Regions from separate parts of the Rattus norvegicus genome. Here region 1 is linked to region 2. The links are chromatin contacts, called in public HiChIP or PLAC-seq maps. All regions are on one chromosome and are shown on one strand. Each heading gives the region's core, a stretch centred on a gene start, on an enhancer-like site or on the middle of the called end of the contact. The rest is flanking DNA. Distances are from core to core; before and after follow the strand shown.

Evidence for each region. HiChIP or PLAC-seq counts read pairs in DNA pulled down with a chosen protein or histone mark.
Region 1: an H3K27ac HiChIP or PLAC-seq map of oligodendrocytes shows a contact between it and region 2, with 20 times the contacts expected there. The contact joins the enhancer-like site here to the promoter of Trib2 in region 2. A contact is called at or near these places in 12 of 12 Hi-C or Micro-C datasets (the A7r5 cell line, the Rat2 cell line, Schwann cells and 7 more) and 1 of 1 datasets of contacts at active chromatin or transcription factors (oligodendrocytes).

What each region holds. Positions count from the first base shown.
Region 1 is chr6:45,015,660-45,018,956 of GRCr8, forward strand. LOC102550954 (a long non-coding RNA gene) reads right to left here. Exons shown (of 6, transcript XR_010052219.1): 1 at 1,626-3,297. Among named protein-coding and RNA genes, the nearest start is that of Lpin1, 92 kb to the right of the region's middle. Within about 2 kb of position 1,257, at least 37 of the 93 cell types and tissues checked have an H3K27ac peak or open chromatin away from gene starts, as enhancers often do.
Region 2 is chr6:44,297,523-44,300,763 of GRCr8, forward strand. Trib2 (tribbles pseudokinase 2) reads right to left here and starts at 1,572. Exons shown (of 3, transcript NM_001108015.3): 1 at 1-1,572. The coding sequence starts at 217.

The DNA of each region.
Region 1 (3,297 bases), core at 7-2,506, 720 kb after region 2:
TAGCTTTTAGGGGCGTGTCCTGACCCTGTCCTTTCCTGTCTCCTCCTCTTGGCTCTAGTGGTAGCTCCCACCTGGCTGTTCCGACTCAGCACAAGCTCAGAAGCAATGGAGCCAACAGCCCTGAACCATTGAGAGCCTGAGCCACAGGGAGGCCCAGCCCACCCCACTCAATTTGCTTCTCTTGGGTATTTGTCAAAGGGACAAAACTCGAACTACCACAAATCTTATGATTCCAAATCCTCACCAAATGCCTCATCTGATCAACCTCCCATGACTCACTGACAAGCCACAGTCCCAGAGAAAGCCATTGGCTTTGGCATTGGAAGTTTGAAGGAGTTGATTCAGGGATGACGAAAATTCAGGCATTGTGACCCTTGACCAGGAACAGTTTCTTTTCAGGCTGCCCTTAAAACCAGCGCGTAGAGGAACAGAGTGACAGGCTGCGGTGGCCTTCATGCACACAAAACATTCATAGAGGTGCGACTGAGGCTTGTCGGTAACAGTAGGCAAGCTTACTTGCCTTGGAGCCTAAGTGTCCACATCCATAAGAACAGTGTGATTTAAAATGTGGCTGTTAGGATAACTAAAAAGACAAGTTAATTACAAATCAAGGCCCACCACGTGTGCAGTTATTTAGCTCTCTATAGTATAGTATGGTACAGTATAGTATAGTACAGTATAGTATAGTACAGTATAGTATAGTACAGTATAGTATAGTACAGTATAGTAGAGTACAGTATAGTAGAGTACAGTATAGTAGAGTACAGTATAGTAGAGTACAGTATAGTAGAGTACAGTATAGTAGAGTACAGTATAGTAGAGTACAGTACAGTATAGTACAGTACAGTATAGTACAGTATAGTATGGTACAGTATAGTATGGTACAGTATAGTATGGTACAGTATAGTATGGTATAGTATAGTATAGTACAGTATAGTATAGTACAGTATAGTATAGTACAGTATAGTATAGTCATGGCCGAGGAGCCATGTCAGCTGCGGTGGCTCCTCTGAGGTGACAGAAGCACAGGACAACAATTATTCACACCTTGACAGATCAGGAAGCAGAGAACAGGATCGGAAGTAGAACTCCGTGTATTTCTTATATGGCTTCAGTGAGGATATTCACTGGGAGTCTGTTCCTCCAACTGGAAGTTATACACAGATCTTACTAGGAGTCCTAGCATGGCAGCCATACAACACCAAAGACATGAAGCCAGCCCAGCCACATGTGGCATTCTTTCAACACAGTGTCACTCCCTACAGGACTGAAATAGGGGAGGCTGTGTGATGGCCTCTCACAGCAGCCCCAGGGAGCAAGCAGCATGGGTCTGGAGCCTCAAAGCACTGTTTAGAAGGACCCAACCGAGTTCAAGTGACTACCCACTGATAGTGGCCGTACCCGTGTGCCAGGCCAGGAGCTGCGTGCTAGGGCCTAAGACAACTGTTGGCTGGCACAGTCAGTGGCCAGCCCCAGAAAGCAGACCTTCCCAGCTACAAAGCTGTCAACAGGAGCTAGGAATACTTCCCACGGGAACAGAGCACCCTACACGGGCCCCAGGCACCGGTCCAGCAGAGCAGAGCACAGCGCGCAGCTGGAGGCCTGCTGAGCCAGTGCACACTTACCCAATTGTGCCAGGAACGAATGGAGAAACTGTATCTGCTCTGACGGGCTCAAAGCTGCCGTCTGCCCTGCTCTCCAGGTGCTGCCTTAGGAAGCCTTTTCAAGGACTGTTCAGGACAAGAACAGCTCTTCAGGGACATCAGGGCCTTCCCACGGGTCTCCTGTCAGCTTTTGCTGGAGGTTGGGGGTGGGGGAATAATGTGGAACACAATCCAAGTAATGCCATACTCTGTGAAGCCTGGAAGCGGCTTCCAGGGTGACTGTGTGTTTTGTTTCCTCTGGGTAAGCCCCGCCCCCCTTGCCTATTGGCCATCCCACAAGTCAAGGCAATAGGCATAAGCTGTCCCTTTCAAAGGAGGCTTTGCATTCATTTTAACCAGGCCTCGAACTTTGGGAACTCTCTCACTTCCCCAGGCATGCTAAGACACAGCTACTGTGTGCTCTGGTGCCTACTCAGAACTAGCATTTCCCATGAGTTCCAGAGCGAGGGTCACTCATGTCACTAGGAGAGCATTGATCCAGTCCATCTATTGGCACCGTGCAGAAATCAGGTAAGGACTCCTGAGGTGAGGGTTCCTGGTACTCAAGGAGGTCTGAACCCAATCTATCCCAGTTCAACTTAATGTCACTGTGACCTCTCCCCTCCCTGAATTGTCTCTGTGCATTCCCACCAAGAGACAAGAACAGAATGAGCTGGAAGATGGCAAGGATTGCAAGGGAGTTGCCCTGGTGGGTCTCGAATGTTTAATTAGAGCAACTAGAGTGTGCAGTGGTAAGGACCAGGCTTTGGTCATTCTGATGAAAGAGGAACAGTGGGGGACCAAGGCAAACTGGAGACTCTGCAGAAAATGGGAAACAGCAGAATGAGCACCTGATCGTGGAGAACCTGGCTTTGCACACTTGGAAGGGGTGCAGACAAAGCTGCTGTGCTTTCAGTCAGGACAAACATCCGGGGTGCATTAGAAACAAGAGTCCTCTCAAATACCTGGCTCGCAGCAGATGCTTCATGTACCCAGATTCAAGGCACAAAAAATGTTTGCCACCCGTACCTCCTGCAGGCTAGAAACCACACAGCGCTCTTAGCAGAGCCTGTCCAGTTGGGATGCTCTTCCAGACCAAGGCATCTTCTCAGCAATGCAGCAATGTGAATGTCTGTCCCCAGAGACCCAGCACCTTCAGGCTGTCCCCCATCCACCACAGGGCACCAGGATAGAGCAAGAAGCAGCCCACTATGATATTCTTCCCATGTTCGGTTTGTCTACAGGTCGTAGATTGTGAAAGGTTCATCTCCCTTGGACACAGGGGAATCCATTCCCCTTACCTGGAGGGCAGTTTGAAGAAGGCAGTTTGAAGTTTTAATTACAAAAGAAAGTAACCATTAGGTTTTCAGTAACTACACACTTCACCCTGGCCCAAGACTGGCACTTCTCCCTCTGTACTTCTGCAAGAATGGGTGCTGCTTGGGCAAGCGTCTCATATGTCAAGGTTACTTCATGCTAGTATTACTACAGACAGATGAGAACACCCAGCAATGCTACCCACGGCCCTGCATGAAGCAAACGGTAACAGAACCATTACTCTTCCAGGGTACAGCATTCATACCATTCCATGCCAGTGACAACTGTGAGCCCCAACCCCCTGAAGTCAACCACCCATCCCAGTAGATAAGAACAC
Region 2 (3,241 bases), core at 322-2,821:
CTCCCTCCAGAGGCTCCAACAGTAAGTATTTCCCGATGCAGGAAACGCAATGCGACAAGTTCGGAGTCTCGGGCGGGCTCGGAGAGCCAAGGTTCGGGCTGAAACTCTGGCTGGGCTCAGCGGACCTTATAGACGACAGCTCTTCGAAATCCTGGGTTTTGTTCCGCGATCTCCCATATCTCGCTATTGTGATAGGGGTAGACCTGTGTATGTTCATGAGTGTGGGGATCGCACACGACAAAACAAACAAACCAAAAAGAAAAACCCCACTGGAGAGATGGATGAGCCGCGGGTGCAGGCGCCTCTGTGCCACAGACTTAAAAGGATCAAGAAGGGAGGGGACCCGTCTGGGGCTCCGTAGAGGAGAGTTAAGAACTAGCCCCCAGATGGGCGCCGCAGGGCTGGTCCCCGGCTGCGAGCCCCGCTCCCGGGGGTGCTCGCTCGGCCGACAACTCGGGTCCTTTTGTTACCCAGAAGCCGCCAGCGCAGTGCAGAACCGCACTCTGGAGTCAGTGGGTCTCTGTTCGCCGCGTGGATCTGGACGAGTGAGCGTGCCTCTGGGGTGCGGAGCTGCAGCGCCGGGATCCTGAGCGATCCCCAGCTGAGGATCCGCAGACCGGGCGGAGGAGCCCTGCCTGGAGTTTGTGCAGTCTTCAGGGAGCGTGCGGCGCCGGCTCGCCCTCCACGCGTTAGAAACCAAACAAAAAGAAAAAGGAAATAAGCACGGGTCTACCGGCTCACGCCGCGCGGCAGCCAGAATCCGCGCTGCACCCCCCCTTTTTGGTAGAAAGGGTGGGGGGCGTGGAAGGGGGTGCTAGAGAGGGCAGTTACCTAAGTCTTAACTGTAGATGGCGTCTGAGGCTTTTCCAAAAAATCGCAGAGCTCTCCCTCTCGCTCTCAAAAAAAAAAAAAAAAAAAGGGACAGAAAAAAAAGCAAAATAGCAAAGGAGCATTTAACTTGGGGCGGTCAGCAGTGGCAACAAAAGATTGCAAAAGCTGAGTAGGGAGTGCGGAGTAGGGCAGGCACAGGTACCGCGACAAAGCCCAAAGCTGAGCCCGCGCGGTCAGCACTAGCTCTTGCTGTCGCCGCTCACGTCCCAGATCCTCCTCTGATGAAGCAAGAAGTGCGGGCGGTGACCTGGGGGGACCAGCGGCAGGAGATTTCCGGGGGTCCTGCAGGAGCTGGCCGCAGATGCTCCCCGGACTCTGTTAACCCGCGGCGTTCTTTTTCCGCTGCACAGCTGGGTCTTGAGGCTTGGAACAATTTGCAAACCACTCTTGTCTCCCGATGCCTTGCGACCAAATTGCACGGCGGGCTTGTTCTGGAGGAAAAATAAAAATCGACGGCTTGTCTTCTTTTCTTTTCTTTCTTGCCACCCAGAAGTAGGAGAGGACCGTGTATTTAAAAATTAAAGGGGATGGCCACGGTGCCCTAGGCCAATCCCGGCGCTCAGCACGCCCGCATCCCCGGGCGAGGCGGTATTAATAGTTACTTACGTGGCCGGGGATCTCGGAGCGAGCCCGGCTGTGTGTGCGCGTATGTGTGCGCGCGCGCCTCGCTCGCTCGCGCTCAGTCTCCCCATTCAAAGTCACCGACACATTTCCACTGAGCCCCCGCCCTCTTCGCCGGCCCCGCCCCACCCACGCCCCGGCCCCTGTCATTGAGCCGGGAGCCCATCAATCAGCCGCGCCGCTGCCAGTTCGCGCGCGGCTCCCCAGCGCCTGCCCGCGGCCAGGACTGCTGCCGCCACTCCTGCAGCGCCCCCGCGGGAGCCCTGGCCTCGCCCCTGGATGGCTCGGCCAGGCGCGAGGTAAACAGTGCTTTTATATCCTTCCGCAGTCCATGGGCTCTGGGCTTGCCTGGCCTGCTGCTCGCGCTGCAGAGCTAAGGATGCTGGGCTGTGTATCTACCACCATCGCCACGCAACACCGGCAGGCTCAGGTCAACTTTGGGACTTAGATCCTCTTCCATGGGATTTTCTGCAGAAAGCCTCGCAACTTCTGAGTATTGGGCCCTCCTCTGCTGCGATGTTAACCTGAGCAAGAGGCTCCCCTCGGTTTTTAAAGAACGAAGAATTTCTTGCAGCCCACAGTCTCTAGAATTAGTTTTACTCTCTCTCCAGTTGCTTCTCACTTCAACAGAAGTCCATTGTGGGCTTGTAATTAGTGTCACCACCCCTCCCCCACTTCACAGTTATAGGATTGGGGGTACTTTCAGCGTCTTTTGATTTAAGGACAGGGTCTTTTGGGGGGCTCAGGCACACACACCTCTTTGCACTCACACCTCTGCAAGTGATATTGGCTCCCAGGCAAAGAGCCAGGCTTCTCCAGTCCAGTCATCTCAGTATGTGGGCCAGGAACACATTCAATACTAAGTTCAACTGAAGGCTGCACTTTAACCCGGACTTATTCTTAGCTTCCTGGTAAGGTTCCTGACTATTGGTTTGAGCAGACCTGGGGAAAGTTCAGGCCACAGCTTCAGCCTCTTGCCTTTACCTCAGAGAAGCAATGTAGCAGGGAAAACAGAAAGAGAAGGAGAAGCAGCTATGGTCTGGGGCGAGGCTACTGCTTTCTACGAGGGAGGCCACTCTGCAACAGTTTTCCGCACTACCACTTTTGAACGAAAATAGAAAACTATTTATAATTATAGTTAACTGGGACAATAGTTGCTCTAATGATCAGGAGATCCCTGAGGGTTGTTTCAGAATGGTGAATGGACCTTGCTTGTCCAGCTGGCCACCCTAGAGAACAGATTTTAAGAAAAAACTAAGATGGCCCGTGTCTTCTCACAGATCTCACATCCTGCTCCCCACTCATCTGCCTTACACTCAGTCTCCGATCTCTAAACTGTCCCTTAGTAGGATAACAGTTTGAGGATGTCATGATGACCACAGACTAGTGTGCCATCATGTAGTCTCTGCCCAGTTCAAGAACGGCGCTAGATAGTCTCTACAGAGGACCCATGGAGAAATGTTCCCTGTGGCCTCTACTGGGTAACTATCACAAAACTTTCTTGTAAGAAAGCTTGAGAGACCTGTGTTCCAGCGTCAGTATCCAGTTTCAGAAGGAAACTGAGTTGGTAGGATTTTTGTTTTTATTTTCCCCTCCCTAGGTCTCATCTGTGAAATAACAGGCCCCTGCTTACCTCATGTGATCCCTAGAACTGCAATTGCAGTTCTGGGAGATTCATGAAGAAGTATGATAGTGTTTCTCACCCTGTGAGTTGTGATCCCTTTGGGGT